Linked DNA regions of Sus scrofa: all the other regions are linked to region 3. The links are chromatin contacts, called in public Hi-C maps. All regions are on one chromosome and are shown on one strand. The core of a region is the stretch at or near the end of the contact, and the rest is flanking DNA. Distances in the headings are between cores, read along the strand shown.

Evidence for each region. Hi-C and Micro-C count contacts between places; a contact is called where the count stands out from the background.
Region 1: a Hi-C map of liver shows a contact between it and region 3, with 2.4 times the contacts expected there. The contact joins the enhancer-like site here to the promoter of CHD9 in region 3. A contact is called at or near these places in 1 of 5 promoter capture datasets (liver), 18 of 47 Hi-C or Micro-C datasets (alveolar macrophages, brain, embryonic fibroblasts and 9 more) and 2 of 2 datasets of contacts at active chromatin or transcription factors (alveolar macrophages and skeletal muscle).
Region 2: a contact with region 3 is called in a Hi-C map of liver, with 2.9 times the contacts expected there. The contact joins the enhancer-like site here to the promoter of CHD9 in region 3. A contact is called at or near these places in 1 of 5 promoter capture datasets (liver), 20 of 47 Hi-C or Micro-C datasets (alveolar macrophages, brain, embryonic fibroblasts and 10 more) and 2 of 2 datasets of contacts at active chromatin or transcription factors (alveolar macrophages and skeletal muscle).

The regions. Positions count from the first base shown.
Region 1 is chr6:31,965,516-31,968,685 of Sscrofa11.1, reverse strand. All of the region lies in intron 2 of CHD9 (chromodomain-helicase-DNA-binding protein 9), which reads left to right. Among named protein-coding and RNA genes, the nearest start is that of CHD9, 100 kb to the left of the region's middle. Within about 2 kb of position 1,540, at least 1 of the 83 cell types and tissues checked has an H3K27ac peak or open chromatin away from gene starts, as enhancers often do. A contact at or near this core is called in liver, where this site is marked.
Region 2 is chr6:31,984,315-31,987,420 of Sscrofa11.1, reverse strand. All of the region lies in intron 1 of CHD9 (chromodomain-helicase-DNA-binding protein 9), which reads left to right. Among named protein-coding and RNA genes, the nearest start is that of CHD9, 86 kb to the left of the region's middle. Within about 2 kb of position 1,505, at least 3 of the 83 cell types and tissues checked have an H3K27ac peak or open chromatin away from gene starts, as enhancers often do. A contact at or near this core is called in liver, where this site is marked.
Region 3 is chr6:32,070,621-32,074,205 of Sscrofa11.1, reverse strand. It overlaps CHD9 (chromodomain-helicase-DNA-binding protein 9), which reads left to right and starts at 2,231. Exons shown (of 40, transcript XM_021094174.1): 1 at 2,231-2,354.

The DNA.
Region 1 (3,170 bases), core at 291-2,790, 100 kb after region 3:
CAGCTAAGATCCAATGGCTCTTATAAATGCCAGAGTTAAGAAAGCAGGCTCTTTGTTGTTGTTGTTGAGCTTCTAATCTTAAATTTATTACAAACTATTATAAAACTGTTTAAAAACTGTGCTATGTGGTCCAACTTTGAACATTTTTTTTGTCAAAAGAGAAATAGCCAGTTTCTGAGAGATATATTATACTTAAAAGATTATATTGTTAGATAAATTTCCTAAGATTTTCCCCCTAAATACCTCAAATGAAAGTAAGACTTACAGAAGTAATTTTTATTTATTTATTTATTTTTTTATTTTTATTTTTTGTCTTGTTGCTATTTCTTGGGCTGCTCCCGCGGCATATGGAGGTTCCCAGGCTAGGGGTCCAATCGGAGCTGTAGCCGCCGGCCTACGCCAGAGCCACAGCAACGCGGGATCTGAGCCGCGTCTGCAACCTACACCACAGCTCACGGCAACGCCGGATCGTTAACCCACTGAGCAAGGGCAGGGATCGAACCCGCAACCTCATGGTTCCTAGTCGGATTCGTTAACCACTGCGCCACGACGGGAACTCCAGAAGTAATTTTTAAAAATTAATATGGTAAATATTGAGAATGTAATTGGAGATAGAAATAGTAAAACATTTGCATGGTATTTTGAAAAGTGGTTTTACTTAAATTATTAAATCTTTTAGTAGTAATTTGGGATATACATAAGTTGATACTGTTTCTCAAACTTTACTGAAGGAAAGTGACCTGTCTAAAACTGGACAGCTACTAATTATTTAGCAGAAATTTATTGTGTTTTCTACTATACCAACTCCTAGCAGCGTAAACAACATTCATTGAGCACCTGCGGCCTATATATCAGCTACTGCGCTAGATATTGACACTACAAATACAAAGAGACTGCTAAGGATAGGCCTGCAAATCTATATTTTTATTATTTTACAAGAAAAAAGATGGTTTCACGTCAACTTAAGCAATGTGAGGAATATCAGAATTATGATTTTCTTCAAACTGTTAATATTGAAAGTATCATTTACTTTTCCTAACATTTTATTTTGAAAAAGTCAAAACTTACAGAAAAGTTGAAAGAATGATAATACTGGACATCCATAAACCATTCAAATAGAGTCAGTAATTGTTAATTTTTGTCACATTTGCTTTCTTATTATTTTTATTTTAAGTAAAAGTTACTTTTACTAAGTTACAAAACAGCATGATGTGTAATAAGATATCATATAATCAAAATTCATGTTTCTTAAATTATCCTGGTAACTGTAAACCAGCTATGATGGAAAAAAATAAAAATCATTACATATTTGGAAAAAAGATTATCGTAGTAATTTTTATAAATGTTCTTTTGTTTTAAAATCTAGGATTGAATCAAAGGTCATGTCTTGGATTTAGTTGTTCTTTTTAATCTTAAGTTAATACCGGTGTTTTGTGCCTTTTTGATGTTCTTTCCTGACATCGACATTTTTAAATAGTCCGGACTAGTTGTCTGTATCTGTTTGATTCTTTCTTCATAATTCAGGTTAATCATTTCTTGGTAAGAGTGCTACATAGATGATTTTGTACACTTCAGTATCCCATTAGGAGACATGATTTTAGTTTGTCCCATTATTGCTTATACTAAGTTTTATCACTTAGTAAAAGTATTTTTACCTCTTTTTAATTTATAGGTGGGACTTTTTTTTTTCTTTCTAGGGCTGCACCTGCTACACATGGAATTTCCCAGGCTAGGGGTTGAATTGGAGCTGTAGCTGCTGGCCTACACCACAGCCATGTGAGATCCGAGCTGTGTCTGCAACCTACCCCACAACTCACGGCAACACAGGATACCCATTCCATTGAGCAAGGCCAGGGATCAAACATGCATCCTCATGGTTACTAGTTGGATTCCTTCCCCCTGTGCCACAATGGGAACTCCCTATAGTTGGGACTTTTCTGTAGGGAGTTGGACCCATAGATTTTTTTTTTTTTTTTTTTTAACAAAAGCAAAACATTGAATACGTTGTAATCTGTTGCCATTATTACTCTTTTTGAATATTTTACTGGTGGGAATCTTTGCAAACCAACTCTGTACCTTTTTAATATGTCCTCATTAGTCTTGAAGTACTTCTACTTTCTGGTATGAGAAGATGTATTTAATTTCCCTGCCTCAAGCTTAAAATTGGCTATTTCTTCAAGGAGCTCATTAGTTTTATTTATCCTATGTAATGACACAGGATCCGAGTAGTGTTGTTGTTTTTTTTTTTTTTTTTTTTAAGGGCCACAACTAAAAAAAGAGGAGGTTCCCAGGCTAAGGGTTAGATAGCTGTAGCTGCCACCACAGCCACAGCAACACGGGATCTGAGTCACGTCTGCAACTTACACCACAGCTCACAGCAGTGCTGGATCCTTAACCCACTGGGCAAGGCCAGGGATCAAACCTGCATCCTCATGGATGCTAGTCGGGTTTGTTAACTGCTGAGCCACGACGGGAACTCCAGGTCTTTTCTTAATAGTGTATTTTGTTTGTTTCTTTTTTAAAGACACAGTGCAAATAGCTTTTTTTAAAAAATTATTTATTTATTTTTGCTTTTTATGGACGCACCTGTAATGCATATGGATATTTCCAGGCTAGGGGGGTGGAATCAGAGCTACAACTGTTAGTCCACACCACAGCTCATGGCAGCACCAGATCCCTGACCCACTGAGCAAGGCTGAAGATTGAACCCACATCTTCGTGGTTACTAGTAGGATTCGTTTCTGCTGTGCCACAACCAGAACTCCTTAATAGTGTATTTTGAATAGCAAAAGCTTTTAATTTTAAAAAAGTCTCACACATTACTTCTTTCTTTTATAGACTGTACTTATTTAAGAAATCTGTGCCTAAGGCCTGACAGTTAAGTTTTTTTCTTAAGTTTTCATGTAGAAGTTCTGTGTTTAGGGTATCTTTGTATAAGTGGGCTTTTGGTAGTTTGTTGCTTTCACGATGCTTTTCTGTTTCATCAAAGTTGTCAGATTTATTGGCATAACGTTTTTTATTATCCTTTCAGTGTCTATATAGTTTGTAGGGTACATTTCTGATGTTGGTAATTAATATCTTTTTTTTTTTTTTCCTGACCAGTGTAGCTAGAGGTTTATCAATTTTATGGAGTTTTATTGATTTTCTCTTGTTTTCCTGCTTTAGGAAGG
Region 2 (3,106 bases), core at 256-2,755, 86 kb after region 3:
TGAGGTTGACTGGTAGCTGCCCCTTTGTACTTTTTAGCTAACCATAGTTCTCTTCTGGCCACTTTCACTCATTTATGTCACCTGCTTGGCCTCTGTGATATTTGCAGCCTGAATGTACTTATAGTAGAGTTGGTCGGCACTGAAATCAGGACCCATAGTTAAAAATTACTTGATTTGATCCATTGCTCCATTCTCTTGAGATTCTTTTATATCTTGGTTCTGTTTATTGTCATAATTAGTTCTATCTTTCAACTTAAAATCACCTTGTTACCTTCGTTTAAGCTGAGCCAAATAAACTAATGATAGAAATTCTCTGGTGCACTATTGGAAAATTAATTAATACTATTTGAATGTGGTTATTCACCTAGTTATTAGTATGTTCTCACATAATTTACTAGCATTAAGCTAGTAATCCTTGTCAGATTCTGTACTATCCACTAGTCAAATACTTAGAAGCCCTGAGGGAACCCTAAAAGTTAGTAATATGGAACTGATAGTTGAAGTTTTATCCCTTTAACATTAAACCTTTTATTTTAACCATTATGGATAGAATTTTTCACATTTCAATAAACTGGGTGTATTTTACCCATGTCTTTGAAAAGAGAAGCTTTAAGGGGGACAGGTCTTCAGGAATTTGAATCACAGTTAGGTTTTATTTCTTCTCTTTTCTTTTCATGTCTGTACCTGCAGCATATGGAAGTTCCTGGGCTAGGGTTGAATCAGAGCTGCAGCTGCAGGTCTCTGACACAGCCACAGCATTGCCAGATCTGAGCTGTATCTGCAATCTACGCTGCAGCTTGTGGCAACGCCGGATCCTTAACTCACCAAGCAAGACCAGGAATGGAAACGGCATCCTCACAAACACTATGTGGGGTTCTTAACCCTTTGAACCACAGCAGGAACGCCACAATTAGGTTTACTTTAAACGGTCTCAAAGTAAATACTTAGGAAGACAGGAGTAAATTTGACTTGATGTGAAGAACTTTTTAACAGGTATTCAAGCATCATTTGAATGCCTTAGCAAGAATTGTTTCTAGAAGTCTATAGACCTTTTTTTGTAAAACAAAAAAATGATGAACTCAGGTTTCCCAGCTTTTTTTCGTGTCTAGTAAGAATATTCTTTTTTTTTTTTTTAATCTTGACCTAATTGGCTTTATCAAATGATTCATGAATTGGACAGCATCCCATTTCACAAGTAGAGAGGAGTTCCCAGGATATTCTTTAAAGTCACCAGTATCCCCCTCAGTGTATATATTTTTCTTCTCTCTAATGTTTCTGGGTCCAAATTTAAGTGTTTTGGTCACTGTCATTAGAAGAGTTACTATTTGCTATCTAAAAATAAATGTTAATAGCCACTGTAATAATGTTAGTTAGGTGTTATGCCAGAGAAGAATTTTTAATCTATGAAATAACTCCCCATTGCCGCTAGGATAAAGTCCAGATTTCTTAACATGGCTAATAAGAGGCCTGGATATTTGACCTTTGCTTGCCTGTCGGCAACTCTATTTGGCTAGTAGCATGTTCTGGCCACATTATGCTGTCAAGTGGTTCCTGAAATGCCATGTCCTGCCTTACCTCTGGGCATTTATTTAGTGTACCCTCTGTGTTCTTGCTAGTTTTACATACAATGTATGAGATTGAGGGTATTGTGAAAACAGAAAGTATGTGATCTTCTCAAGGTCATAGAGCTAGAAAGTGGAAGAGCCAGGACTTGGTTCTAGTTTTTGTCTTTAAGTGTCGTGTTCTTTTTCATGTCTTTTGTTCTATGTATCATTTCTGATTTAGCAAAAATATTTTGCATGTCTACTATGCTAGGCAACGTATTAAGGATACAAAGATTATGAAAGTTTTCCTTTTTTCCAAGGGTGTAGAGTCTACTGTAAAGAAAGGGTAATATATTATCACAGTGCAGTATTACTTACGATATGCACAGGTTATTAGACAGGGTTGAGTAGGGAGAGGCCTTCTAAAGGAGGTGAATCCTAGGCTGAATTTTCTCCAGGGATGAATATGAAATAGCTATAGGAAGCTCATAAAATAAAAATTAATGTAGCACAAGTTTAGTACTGTATAGAAATGCTGTGGTGATGACTGTACCAGGGGATTGAATACTTTGGTAGGGCTCAATGGGTAAATTAAATTGGACAAAGCTATTAACGTATAGAATTTACTGGGAAGACCAGTTCGTTTAGTTGAAATATATTGAGGGACTTATATGGAGAATATGGAAATGTCTTGGGGGAAAGGCAACTATTAGACACTGAGGAAAGTAATATTACCTGGTATTTAATATATCTGTAGCCATATTTAGAGACTTTTTTTTTTTTTTTTTTTTTTTTTTTTTTTTTTTTTTATGCTACCATAATATAGTGCTTTGTATACATCTCTGCTGAGATATATACCGTATTATTTGTGTGTTTTCTTCCCCTCTAGATTATGAATTTTTTGAAGGCAGGGATTCTGTCCTATTGATATTTGAATCCGTTTTGTATGATCATCATATTTGACATCAGATAAATAGAAAAATGAAGATAAGTAATTTGATTTTGATTATATAAATACTTAACTTTAGAAGAATTCTGGGAGGGAGTTCTCGTTGTGATGCAGCAGTTAACAAATCCGACTAGGAACCACGAGGTTGCGGGTTCCATCCCCGGCCTTTCTCAGTGGGTTAAAGATCCGGCGTTGCCGTGAGCTGTAGTGTAGGTTACAGACACGGCTCAGATCCCTCATTGCTGTGACTCTGGCAGAGGCTGGTGACTACAGCTCTGATTAGACCCCTAGCCTGGGAACCTCCATATGCTGCGTGGGAGCGGCCCTAGAAAAGGCAAAAAGACAAAAAAAAAAAAAAAAAAAAGAATTCTGTCCCTGGAATGTGTTACTTTAATGTATTTAATTTATACAGCCCCTTCCAGCAGTACCTCAACTCGTATTTCTGCCTTTATTTTCCATTTTTTTCCTTTGTATACTCTGCAGTGGTCATACTAGCCCCTAAATATTTACTTCCTTCCTGCCACTTCTTTATTCCTAAATTCTTTGCCTGGCCTTTCTTTCCAACCCCATTTATAAGATCCCTTCAAATGCCGATTGTTCTGAAAGAAGCTTT
Region 3 (3,585 bases), core at 982-3,481:
CTTACCCCCAGATATCTCCGCAGAGATAAACTGCCTTAAAAGAAGAAACTGCTTTTGCAAAATTGTCTCCAACACCAGGGCATTCTCTGCCTTTGGCGCCATATAAATTGATTTTTTTTTTAATCTTTTTGTCTCTTGAGGGCTGCACCACAGCATATGGAGGTTCCCAGGCTAGGGGTCTAATCAGAGCTGTAGCCACTGGCCTGCACCAGAGTCACAGCAATGCCAGATCCTTAACCCACTGAGCAAGACCAGGGATCGAACCCATGACTTCATGGTTCTTGGATTCGTTTCCACTGCACCATTATGGGAACTCCAAAATTGGTGGGTTTTTTTGGTCTTTTTTTTTTTTAGGGCCACACCTGCGGCATATGGAGGTTCCCAGGCTAGGGGTCTAATCGGAGCTGTAGCCACCGGCCTACACCACAGCCACAGCAACTCGGGATCCGAGCCACATCTGCGACCTACACCACAGCTCACAGCAACGCTGGATCCTTAACCCACTCACTGATCGAGGCCAGGGACCGAACCTGCAACATGTTTCCTGGTAAGAGTCGCTTCTGCTGCACCACGATGGGAACTCCCAAAATTGATATATTTTTGAAAAACAAGTCCACAGCACAATATTGTAAGTCAGCTATACCTCAATAAAACTCTAAAAAATGAAAGAAAAAAACATCATGAGAATTCCCATCATGGCTCAGTGGTTAACGAATCTGACTAAGAACCATGAGGTCGTGGGTTCGATCCTTGGCCTTGCTCAGTGGGTTAAGAATCTGGTGTTGCTGTGAGCTGTGGTGCAAGTTGCAGACACAGCTTGGATCTGGCATTGCTGTGGCTGTGGTGTAGGCCAGCAGCTGTAGCTCCGCTTAGACCCCTAGGCTGGGAACCTCCATGTGCTGGGGGTGCGGCCCTAGAAGACAAAAAAGAAAAAAAAATCATGTACTTAAGAACTCAATCACATAGCTTTGCATTTTTGTGTGTTAAAAGTGTTGATATGGAATGTATAAGCGAGGAGATCCTGCTGTATAGCACTGGGAACTATATCTAATCACTTGTGATGGAGCAGGATGGAGGATAATGTGAGAAAAAGAATGTGTGTATATATATGCATGTGTGTGTGTGTGTGTATGTGTGTGTGTGTGTGTGTGAGAGAGAGAGAGAGAGAGAGAGACTGGATCACTGTGCTGTACAGTAGAAAACTGACAGGACACTGTAAACCATCTATAATGGAAAAAATAAAAATCACTAAAAAATTAATAAAAAATAAGTGTTAATAAGTGTTACATAAATGTGAATTCAACAAAGGCAGAGATTCTGAGGTGCTTAAGTCTGCGTCATAACCCTTGTGCATAGGAAAGCGGCACATAGTAGGTGCTCAGTTAACATTTATTGAAGGAAGAAATAAATGAAATGTACACATTTAAAATAATCCACCATCTTCCTGACCTTGAGAACCAATTAATAGGTGCTCAGTCAAGGGCAGTGCTCCTCCAACCCTGGAGACAATTGGAAATATGAAATGTTGGTTTTAGTTGTCTCGGTGACTAAAGGGTGGCTATTCTAGGGGTCTTAAATGCCCTGCAGTGCCAGGATGGCCCCAACCAAAAAAAATGTCAATGGCATCCGGTTCAGAAACATAAACATCAACTTGCCAATTCCTAAGGGACCTGTGTCTCCAGACTCTACAGAATGTGACACAGACTGGGCGATTAATGAAGTTCAGCCAAAGAGACTGGAGGGAACCGGGAAGGAAGGCAACGGCTGGGGCGGGGACGGGGGGTGGCGGCAGTGGAGGGGGGTTAGGCAGGGCCAAAAGAGGGTTACTAGTAGAGAAGTAGAGAAAAGGCCTCCCGGCCTTGAGAGAAACCCAGGTCCCTTGCATCTTCTGATGTTCCCAGCATATTTAAAGGGCAGGCTATGCCAAATTGAAAAGCTTCTGGATGAAAGGCTAAGATCCCCGAGTCGGGCCAGGAAAATCCCAGGATGGCTCTCAGGCCAGCAGCCAGGGTCTGGCTGCCCCTCCGAGCTCCCAACAGAAAGTTCAGCAAGTTCAGGTCCTAGCGCCCTTCAGGGAGTGAAGGCCGTCCCACCCAGCCGGGATGTGTGCCCGGGGTGCGCAGCTTGTTGGAAAACCGCCCACGTGGGAAGCCCGGGCTGCATTTCCGCCTGAATCCGCCTGCGCTCCCACCTCCCAACCGATTCCCTGCGCGGCCGCCCCTCGCCCACTAGGTGGCGCCTGAGCTCTTGGTGGGCGCCTCTCCGGCGCAGACGAGAGCGACCGCCGAGCCCGGCGACAGATCGAACCCGAGTCCCAGGATTCCGGGAACTGGAGGGCAGCGCCGGCAGCCAAGGTAAGATTCCTGAGCCCCGGGCGTCTCCTGCGAACCTCTGTGGTTGGGGTGGGCAGCGTGGCGGCCGCCGAGCCCCGCTGGCCGTCTCCGCAGATGACCAGACTCGTCGCCGCGGCCGCACGTGTGGGTGCCTGCGGGAACCCGGAGACCCGGCATCTCCAAGCCAGGCCTAGAGGCAGAGCAGGACCCCGGGTCTCTCGCACACACACATCCTCCACTAGCCGGTGCCTCTGGAAAGCCTGCTCAGATTCCCGAACAGCCAGTCCTAGGAGGAAAAAAAAAAAAAAAAAGAGTTTCTGTTACCCAAAGCGACTGCAGCGTTGGAGCTGAGTGCACATTAGATCCAAAACACCATTTCTCAAACTTGCCTGCACGTTGGAGTCGCTTGGGAAGCACTGAAAAATACTGATGCCCCGTTTCCCTCTCACCCCACCCTCCTCCGAGACTCAGATGTAAGTGGTCTGAGTTGGGGCCTGGGCATCTGGAAATTTAAAGCTTCCCAGGAGATTCCAACTAGCCATCAAGTCTAAGGACCCTTGATCTAAAAAGATTGTAGAAAATAAAGCGGCCGACAGTTGTTGCAGCGAAGAATGCTGCTGCTGCTTCTCCTCCTCCTTCTTCAGCATGCCTTTGACAGGAAACATCTCCTTTGAGCTGTCAAACCCAAGATAACAAACCAACATCCTCCCTCCCCACAGGGCTGGTTCTAAAGAGGTTGAACTTGAAAGTGGACAGGGAACAGAAAGACACAGATGTAGAATATGAAAGAAGACTCTTGCGGGGGGGGGGTTCTCCTTATCCTGATCCCACAGGAAGTTCAGGGGGCCTCCTGGAGCTGCCATTATAATTTTAGTAAATGCTGCGCATACAGCAAAGCGGTTGTGAGCATGGGCTTGGAGTCCCCAGAGCCAGCCCTTCCTGGGCTGGATGACCCTTGAAAAACTCATGGATCCACTCCTCGCCTGAGTTTCTTCATCTGCAAAATGGGAGTGGAGCAGAAAGGTCTGAGAGTTGCTGTGGGAATGATTGACCGCCAGGGTCTGCTTGTGCCGGCCACTGTGCTAAATACTTTCTCTGCATTGCCACACTGACTCCTCACCATAGCTGAGGAGCCGGTGCTCAGAGAGGCCAAGAGACTTGCTCAGGGTTAAATAATAAGAGGCAGACCCTGTGTTTGAACCCAGGCAGTCTGATTCCAGAGCCCCTGGCAAAAGTAAAATAATCTGGGCGT